Linked DNA regions of Ovis aries: region 2 is linked to region 1. A link is a contact called in public Hi-C data. All regions are on one chromosome and are shown on one strand. The core of a region is the stretch at or near the end of the contact, and the rest is flanking DNA. Distances in the headings are between cores, read along the strand shown. Region 1 overlaps TAPT1 (transmembrane anterior posterior transformation 1). Region 2 has its middle 53 kb from the start of TAPT1.

Region 1 (3,994 bases), core at 696-3,195:
TTTACATCATGGTTTATAGTTGCAAAAGGCTGGGAATCTGTCGGTGTTGTTAAATTATGATGCATCCACGCAGTGGAACACTGTGCTGTCTGTAAGAACTGATCATGGAAAGTAGCGTAGAACGCTGTCCCTGTGTCAGAAGCGCCGCGCCCATGAATCCCGGGATCCTGATGAGCTGGGAGACCTGTGTCCTCATTGTGGAAACCCCTTGCTTCCAGGCGCTCGGCCAGCAGCCACCTGCCCTCTGCGGTCACTCGCTAAGGTTCCCACTTCCTCTCATTGTAATTCTGGTCTAGTATCTTCATATTCTCGACCTGGGCAGGAAATGTGCTACTGTTGAGCAGTCAGCATAACTTTCCTCGTTAACGTGAAGTTTTTGTTGGCTGTTCCCTTTGTTTGCCACTGCCTCTCCCGTAAAGATGATTTATTCAAGAGCACGGAAGGTGAAACTCACCGTCTGTTACTTCTCATCTGTTTCAGGGACAGACGTGTGCTTCAGCCCGCCCAGGTGTGTGACATCCTGAAGGGGGTCATCTTGGTCATCTGCTACTTCATGATGCACTACGTGGACTATTCCATGATGTATCACCTGATCCGGGGGCAGTCGGTCATCAAGCTGTACATCATCTACAACATGCTCGAGGTGAGCCCGGCAGGCCCGGCCCACGGCGCCTGGCGGCCTGCACGGGACAGCTTCCCGCCGGCTCTGCCAGCCGTGCCTCCAGCCTCGGCTTCGTACCATCAGGGGTGGCCTTCTGAGAACGCACGTTCTGATTTAGAATCCCTCTAACAAGATGGTGCCTGTGCGTCCCAGGACACACTGGGGGCAGCCGGTCCGCAGGGCATCGTGTCCTCCCGTGGGGAGGAGGGCGACCGGCCGTCTAGACCTTTTGGAGTCAGTGCCCCCTTGAGAGTGTAAACTGTCAGATGACAGGGGAGTATTGTCTCGATTCATTGGAAACCTGTGTGTGCTTTCTGTTAGAACTGTAAATCTTATGAAGAGATTTTTAGGATTATGTGTTTATTGGCTATAGTAGATTTATATTTTAAATTGCTTTTAAATTTTCACACAGAACAAGTAAACGATTTCCCAGTTTCTCTAAGTATTTAACACTTTTAATACAATATGTCTTCAAAGTACACTACACTTTAAAGTAGTCGTCCTGTGAAAATCGGCATTTATGTAAGAAATAAACAGTTACGCAAAGTGCACAGTAGAAAACCACTTTCCTTTTAGGCAGAATCTCAAGGTTTTTTTAAATAGTAAACTAACCTGGGTTATGTCATTAACCTTTAAGATTCAGTTTGTACTTTTCTGTACTGCTTTTTGGGGACACCAGTAAGTCTCCCTGTCTCTTAGACTCAGTTCAGCTCAGTCACGTCCGACTCTTTGCGACCCCATGGACTGAAGCATGTCAGGCTTCCCTGTCCATCACCAACTCCAGCACCTACTCAAACTCAAGTCCATCAAGTTGGTGATGCCATCCAACCATCTCATCCTCTGTCGTCCCCTTCTCCTGCCTTCAATCTTTCCCAGCATCAGGGTCTTTTCCAATGAGTCAGTTCTTCACATCAGGTGGCCAGAGTATTGGAGTTTCAGCTTTAGCATCAGTCCTTCCAATGAACACCTAGGACTGATCTCCTTTAGAAGGGGCTGGTTGGATCTCCTTGCGGTCCAAGGGGCTCTCAGGAGTCTTCTCCAACACCACAGTTCAGAAGCATCAATTCTTTGGCATCCAGCTTTCTTTGTAGTCCGACTCTGACATCTGTATGTGACTACTGGAAAAACCATAGCCTTGACTAAACGGACCTTTGTGGGCAAAGTCATGTCTGCAGTGGGTTTTCCTGACGTGTGGTGGACACGTGGGGTGATGTGGGACTACTGGCCCCTCTGCTGTGCCACTGCCTGGGTGTGATAGGTGGGGACTTCCTGTCTCTTCACAAAACCACACACTCTAGCCATCCTGTTTGCTTCTAAATTCATCGACTGAGATGTGTTGGAACCACACCCCAGCTCCCTGGTGCAGGCTCGTTGCCGCACGCCTGCTTTGCCAGGTCAGGTGAGATGTGACAGTGGGTTTGGCTGGGTTTGTGAAGCAGAGTAGCTGTCCGTGCGCTCCCCTCACTCCCATCAAAGAAAAGCCCAGGCCTTCTGTCCCCTTTGGCCATGTGGGTAGCTCTCCTTGTCAAGTCCCGCTGCCTCCTCCCTGGGGGGATTGCAGCTGACCAGGCTTCTCCCTCCCCCCAAAACTTAAGATAGGCGCCTCCTGTTGTACAGCGCCGCCCACAAGGTGCTGCTGTTGCTGTTATCAGGAAGTAGGCCAAGCAGGAGGATCCATGAATTGCTGATCCCGGTGGTTTAAATACTCACTCACTCTGTAGACTACAGTTGATGATGTAGTTTAAGCGCAGTGGAGCAGAGTCCAAGCTCTAGTCTAGAGATAACTCCCTCCAATCCTGGTTATCCTGCACGTGCGGCCAGCTGCTGAGTGACTCTGCTCTTCAGCTTGTCGCCTGTGAGATGGAGACATTAGGAGAATTGCAAGGTTTCCATGAGACAGCGAATAGAAGGAGCTTAGCACAAGCCAGGCGTGTGGTGGGAGCGCCCTCAATGATAGCTATCATTTCTTCATTTGGCAAATGTTTAATCAACACTTCCTGGATGCTGAGATCCCGAAGAGCCTGAGGTGGACAAGCCTAGTCCCCTGGCTAATATTCCACAGGTGGGAGAGAGGCAGTGATAAATACCGTGATAAAGAGGAACAGGATGATGCTTTGGAGACCACAGGAGCCACAGAGGTTGGATAGGCCAGGAACGTCCTGTCTCAGAATGTGACATTCCAACTGAATCCTGAATGATAGCCCTCCTTTTTTTCTTTTTTATGTGCTTCTCTTTATCTATTGGACTACATTCATGGAGATGAGTACTCGAAAATGTCTTCCAGGAATAAATTTGCTTATTATATTCTTATACGGTAAACTTCAAACAAATCACAGCTATTCTTACTTACCAATATTAGGTATGAGGAGAATGGGTCAAGTGATATATTTGTCCTTAAAAGTTTGAGTCCTGAATTTAAATTCAAAGAGTTAAAGCCAGAAGAACTATGATTTTGATGTGTCGTCTGCCTTTTATTTTTATGACTAAGATTTTCCTTGTTACAAACATGGCTAGTTAGACAAATTCTAATTCAGTTAGTACAACACCTGGGCGCTCCGTGTGTGTCAGAGAATGAGAAAATGTGAACGAGTAAGTAAACAAAGCTCCTGTCTCTCTTGGAGCTTATCTCCTGTGGTGTTTGTGTTACCTCTGAAGTTTAATAAGATGTACCGACAGCATAGTAAGAAACGCGCTTCCTTAATTTTTCTCTTTAGGTAGCAGATCGCCTGTTTTCCTCCTTTGGGCAAGATATATTAGACGCTCTGTACTGGACAGCCACAGAGCCCAAGGAGCGGAGGAGGGCCCACATCGGGGTGGCCCCCCACTTCTTCATGGCAGTCCTCTATGTCTGTATCCTTTCAGGCCGCTCGGGGATGCGCGTTTTACATTATCCTGTTCACTTAGCCATTTCTCAGACTTAGAGAGGGGGTGTGCGTGTGCATCCTAAAGATTAATATGAAATGTCTACTTTCTTTTGAGAAATTGGTTATAACAGTCTACTTAGTCCGTGAACACAGGGACTAATCCAAGTATGGGGCTTCATCTGGTTGCTCAGTGGTAAAGAATCCACCCACCAGAAGACAAAGAAGATGCAGGTCTGATCCCTGAGTCAGAAAGATGCCCTGGAGAAGGAAATGGCACCCCACTCCAGTACTCATACCTGGGAAATCCCATGGACAGTGGAGCCTGGCGGGCTACAGTCCATAGGGTTCCAAAGAATCAGATACAACTTAGCAGCTAAATAGCAGCAGCAGCAATCCGGGTATCAATTATAACCAGTCTCTGTATCCGAGGGTTCAGCCAACAACAGCCCGTTTAATACTGTAGTATTTT
Region 2 (4,257 bases), core at 670-3,169, 96 kb before region 1:
ACTTAGGTTCCACGTTAAATTCCACTTAGATTCCACCTATGAGGGATGTCATATGATATTTTTCCTTCTCTGACTTACTTCACTCAGTATGACACTCTATATCCATCCATGTTGCTGCAAATAACCTGCTTTTGAATTTTATTTTAGACCTCCAAGAATCTAACAAAGTAACTGCTGCTGCTGCTGCTAAGTCGCTTCAGTCGTGTCCGACTCTGTGCGACCCTATAGACTGCAGCCCACCAGGCTCCTCCGACCCTGGGATTCTCCAGGCAAGAACACTGGAGTGGGTTGCCATTTCCTTCTCCAGTTCTTTTTCAAAAAAACTAAAAGCATTCATATTATATAGACCCTTCATTTTCTAGGGAATCTAGCCTATACCAATACTTTCACTCTAAGTATGAAAGTGAAAGTCTCCCAGTCAAATCCAGCTCTGCGACACCATGGCCTGTAGTCCGCCAGACTCCTCTGTCCATGGGATTCTCCAGGCAAGAATACTGGAATGGGTAGACAGTCCCTTCTCCAGGGGACCTTCCTATCTCAGGGATTGATCCCCAGTCTCCAAGAATACTGGAGTGGGTTGCTATGCCCTCCTCCAGGGGATCTTCCCAACTAAGGATCAAACCCACGTCTTTTATGTCTCTTGCATTGCTAGGCAGGCTCTTTACCACAAGCACCACTATATAATATGGGAGAATCACAATACTCACCAAAATTCAGATACAAAAAGCACAAAATTTGAACTCACCTGCACAGCCCTTCTGCTATTTCACTAGGTGGCAGCATGGAATAACAAATAATGATATCACACAGAAGTAAGAAATGAAACTGTGAAAAGCTACTCTAAGAACAATGTCAGCTTCTCAAAGATTTCTGAAACAACAGAAAGAACTTCAGTGCTTTTTCAGCTTAACTTGAAATTGGATTTATTAGAGGCATTATTGGAGTCCACACATTCACACATTCCATTTCAGGTAAAAATTCTTGAGACTGAAGTATGATGGAGAAAAAGGGTGGATTCTATGAGGTATCTTTTCTTCATTAATATTTAACCAAAGGAAATAACAATTCACCGCTAAGCAAAGAATCCGCCTGCAATACAGGAATCCTGGGTTCAGTCTCTGGGTTGGGAAGATATCCTGGAGACGTGAAAGACTACCCACTCCAGTATTCTGGCCTAGAGAATTCCATGGAGTATACAGTCCACGGGGTCACAAAGAGTCGGACACAACTGAGAGACTTTCACTTTCACTTTCTAAGCAAAGAGAGCTGTTGATAGATACCAACACCAGTTATAACGAAATTTTCTCAAAGTCAGATCTTGGATTTTACTTGGCAATGAATGACCTACAAATGAAAATTGGAATTTTAACTCTAAGAAAACATACCCGCACAAATTAGAAATTTAAGACTGTTGGTAGCAGACTGTCATTCCAGAGTCAGGGCATGAAGGCGGTTCCTTGACTTCATGTGTGTGTCTCTGTGTGTGTGTAGAATTTCCATGTTAAAAGTCAAGCTGTTTCATACAAAAATCCAGATTCTTGGCTTCTCTAGAGCCCACAGATCTGCAAACACTGAATCCATATTTTCTCTTTTTTATTTTTTAATTGCAGTATAATCGCTTTGTTTCTGCTGTACCACAACGTGAATCAGCTATAAGTATACTTATATCCCCTCCATACTTTCACATGCAGCAGAAGGCTGGCACCAAGTGGCAGCCACCCCCTTTAACCAACTAGGAGCCCTCCAGAATCTTCCATCTGCTCTGACCCTGGTGTCTGCTTCCTAGCTGTGTTAGTTTTCTATTGTTTTGTAACAATGACCACACAAACTTAGAGGCTTAGAACAGCACTCATGGGGCAGCTGACACCTCTGTGGTCAAAAGCCCTGTGGTCAGAAGCCCAGGAACAGCATGACTGCGTTTCCTGCTCACAGTCTTATGAAGCTACCGTCTGTGTGCCAGCCAGCCTGCTTTCTCATCCCCTCCCAGACCACGTGGTGCAGGCAGGGACTGAGTCCTGTGTGGTCGTATGCCTGTACTCCCACTTGTCTCTTGGTTCTGAGCAGGAACAGTCTCAAGTCCGGCTGGCCGCCAGCATTCCTTACCGCGTGGCCTGCATATTCAAAGGCAGCAAGGGAGCACCCCACTCATGCTCCAGCTCTCCCTCCAGAAGGAGCTCAGTCCCCTTTGAGGCCTCACCTGAATAGGGCTGGCCCATCCAAGTTCCTCTCCTATCCTTAAAGCCAAGCTTTGTGACACAAGCTACTCCTGGGGGTGACGTCACATCACAGTGACAGTCCCATGGCTTTTGCAGGCCATGCACACAAACACGAGGCGGGACTCTCAGAATCCTGTCTGCCACACTTGGCTAAATAAGTTTATCATTCATTATCAAACTTGCACTGGAGTTTTTGTTGTTGTTCGTTTCTTAGAATCGTGTTCACACCGAGCTATTTCCATGACACATTTCCAGCAAAAATTGAGAAGATGAAAAAGTGAAGTCCATATAGTTTGAGAACAACAAGACAAATGTTCGTACATGTTTCATATCAAAATGACACGGACTTTTTTTAGACTCGGGCCCCATGACTCATCTTTGCTGCCCACCTGGGAGTTTCAGTCTGTGGCCCCTGGCTTAAACCGTACTCAACATCTGTCTCCACTGAAGACATTTGAAGAACCTCTCCAACACCTCTCATATGACGTCTGGCTCCCCGATTCCACTGCCTCTCTGCTCTTGAGTTTAGGAGCTTCAATCTTCAGGGTTCCCCGAGATAAGAGACTGTGCATTTTTTCTAGTGCATCTCAAATTCTCTGTGATGAAGAAACTTCCTTCCCCAACCCATCACACATAGCTCATGACTCAATGGACATGAGTTAGCAAATTCCAGGGGATAGTGAAGGATAAAGAAGCCTGGTGTGCTGCACTCCATGTGGTCAAAAGGAGCTGGACACAGCTACTTAGCGACTAAAAAACAACAACCCATCGCAGACTGATTTTTTTTTAAAAAGTACTATAGAAATAAAATGAGTTCACTGATGATGTTCTCAGATATTGGAGCAATGTAAAAAGTTGCTATGAAAAACTGTGAAAGTTAGCTGCTCAGTCACATCTGACTCTTTGTGACCCCATGTATTGTAGCCAGCCAGGCTCCTCTGTCCATGGAATGCTTCAGGTAAGAATATTGGAGTGGGTAGCCATTCCCTTCTCCAAGGGATCTTACCAACCCAGGGATCAAACCTGGGTCTCCTGCATTGCAGGCAGATTCTTTAGTCTGTGCCACCAAGGAAGCAAAAAAAAAAAAAAAAAAAATTGCTATAAAAGTTTCCAAATTTTACCTTGTTAGAGACTGTTAGCAGATTACTCACACAGAGTTACTACTCTTGTTACCATAAGAAGCTAATAATGACCATTCATTAAGCATGTTTTCAGTGTACATGGAATTACATACCAGTGCAGTTCAGTCGCTCAGTCATGTCCGACTCTTTGTGACCCCATGAATCGCAGCACGCCAGGCCTCCCTGTCCATCACCAACTCCCGGAGTTCACTCAGACTCACGACCATTGAGTCAGTGATGTCATCCAGCCATCTCATCCTCTGTTGTCCCCTTCTCCTCCTGCCCCCAATCCCTCCCAGCATCACAGTCTTTTCCAATGAGTCAACTCTTCGCATGAGGTGGCCAAAGTACTGCAGTTTCAGCTTTAGCATCATTCCTTCCAAAGAACACCCAGGACTGATCTCCTTTAGAATGGACTGGTTGGATCTCCTTGCAGTCCAAGGGACTCTCAAGAGTCTTCTCCAACACCACAGTTCAAAAGCATCAATTCTTTGTCACTCAGCCTTCTTCACAGTCCAACTCTCACATCCATATATGACTACTGGAAAAACCATAGCTTTGACTAGATGGACCTTTGTTGGCAAAGTAATGTCTCTACTTTTGAATATGCTATCTAGGTTGGTCATAGCTTTCCTTCCAAGGAGTAAGCGTCTTTTAATTTCATGGCTGCAGTCACCATCTGCAGTGATTTTGGAGCCCAAAAAATAAAGTCTGACACTGTTTCCACTGTTTCCCCATCTATTTCCCATGAAGTGATGGGACCAGATGCCATGATCTTCGTTTTCTGAATGTTGAGCTTTAAGCCAACTTTTTCATTCTCCACTTTCACTTTCATCAAGAGGCTTTTGAGTTCCTCTTCACTTTCTGCCATAAGGGTGGTGTCATCTGCATATCTGAGGTTATTGATATTTCTCCCAGCA

What was found. Hi-C and Micro-C count contacts between places; a contact is called where the count stands out from the background.
Region 2: a Hi-C map of tail adipose tissue shows a contact between it and region 1, with 3 times the contacts expected there. The contact joins two enhancer-like sites. A contact is called at or near these places in 5 of 16 Hi-C or Micro-C datasets (blood, hypothalamus, skin fibroblasts and 1 more).

The regions. Positions count from the first base shown.
Region 1 is chr6:112,208,747-112,212,740 of ARS-UI_Ramb_v3.0, reverse strand. It overlaps TAPT1 (transmembrane anterior posterior transformation 1), which reads left to right. Exons shown (of 14, transcript XM_015096648.4): 4 at 481-643; 5 at 3,376-3,511. Among named protein-coding and RNA genes, the nearest start is that of TAPT1, 43 kb to the left of the region's middle. Within about 2 kb of position 1,945, at least 3 of the 54 cell types and tissues checked have an H3K27ac peak or open chromatin away from gene starts, as enhancers often do.
Region 2 is chr6:112,304,548-112,308,804 of ARS-UI_Ramb_v3.0, reverse strand. No RefSeq gene overlaps it. Among named protein-coding and RNA genes, the nearest start is that of TAPT1, 53 kb to the right of the region's middle. Within about 2 kb of position 1,919, at least 8 of the 54 cell types and tissues checked have an H3K27ac peak or open chromatin away from gene starts, as enhancers often do.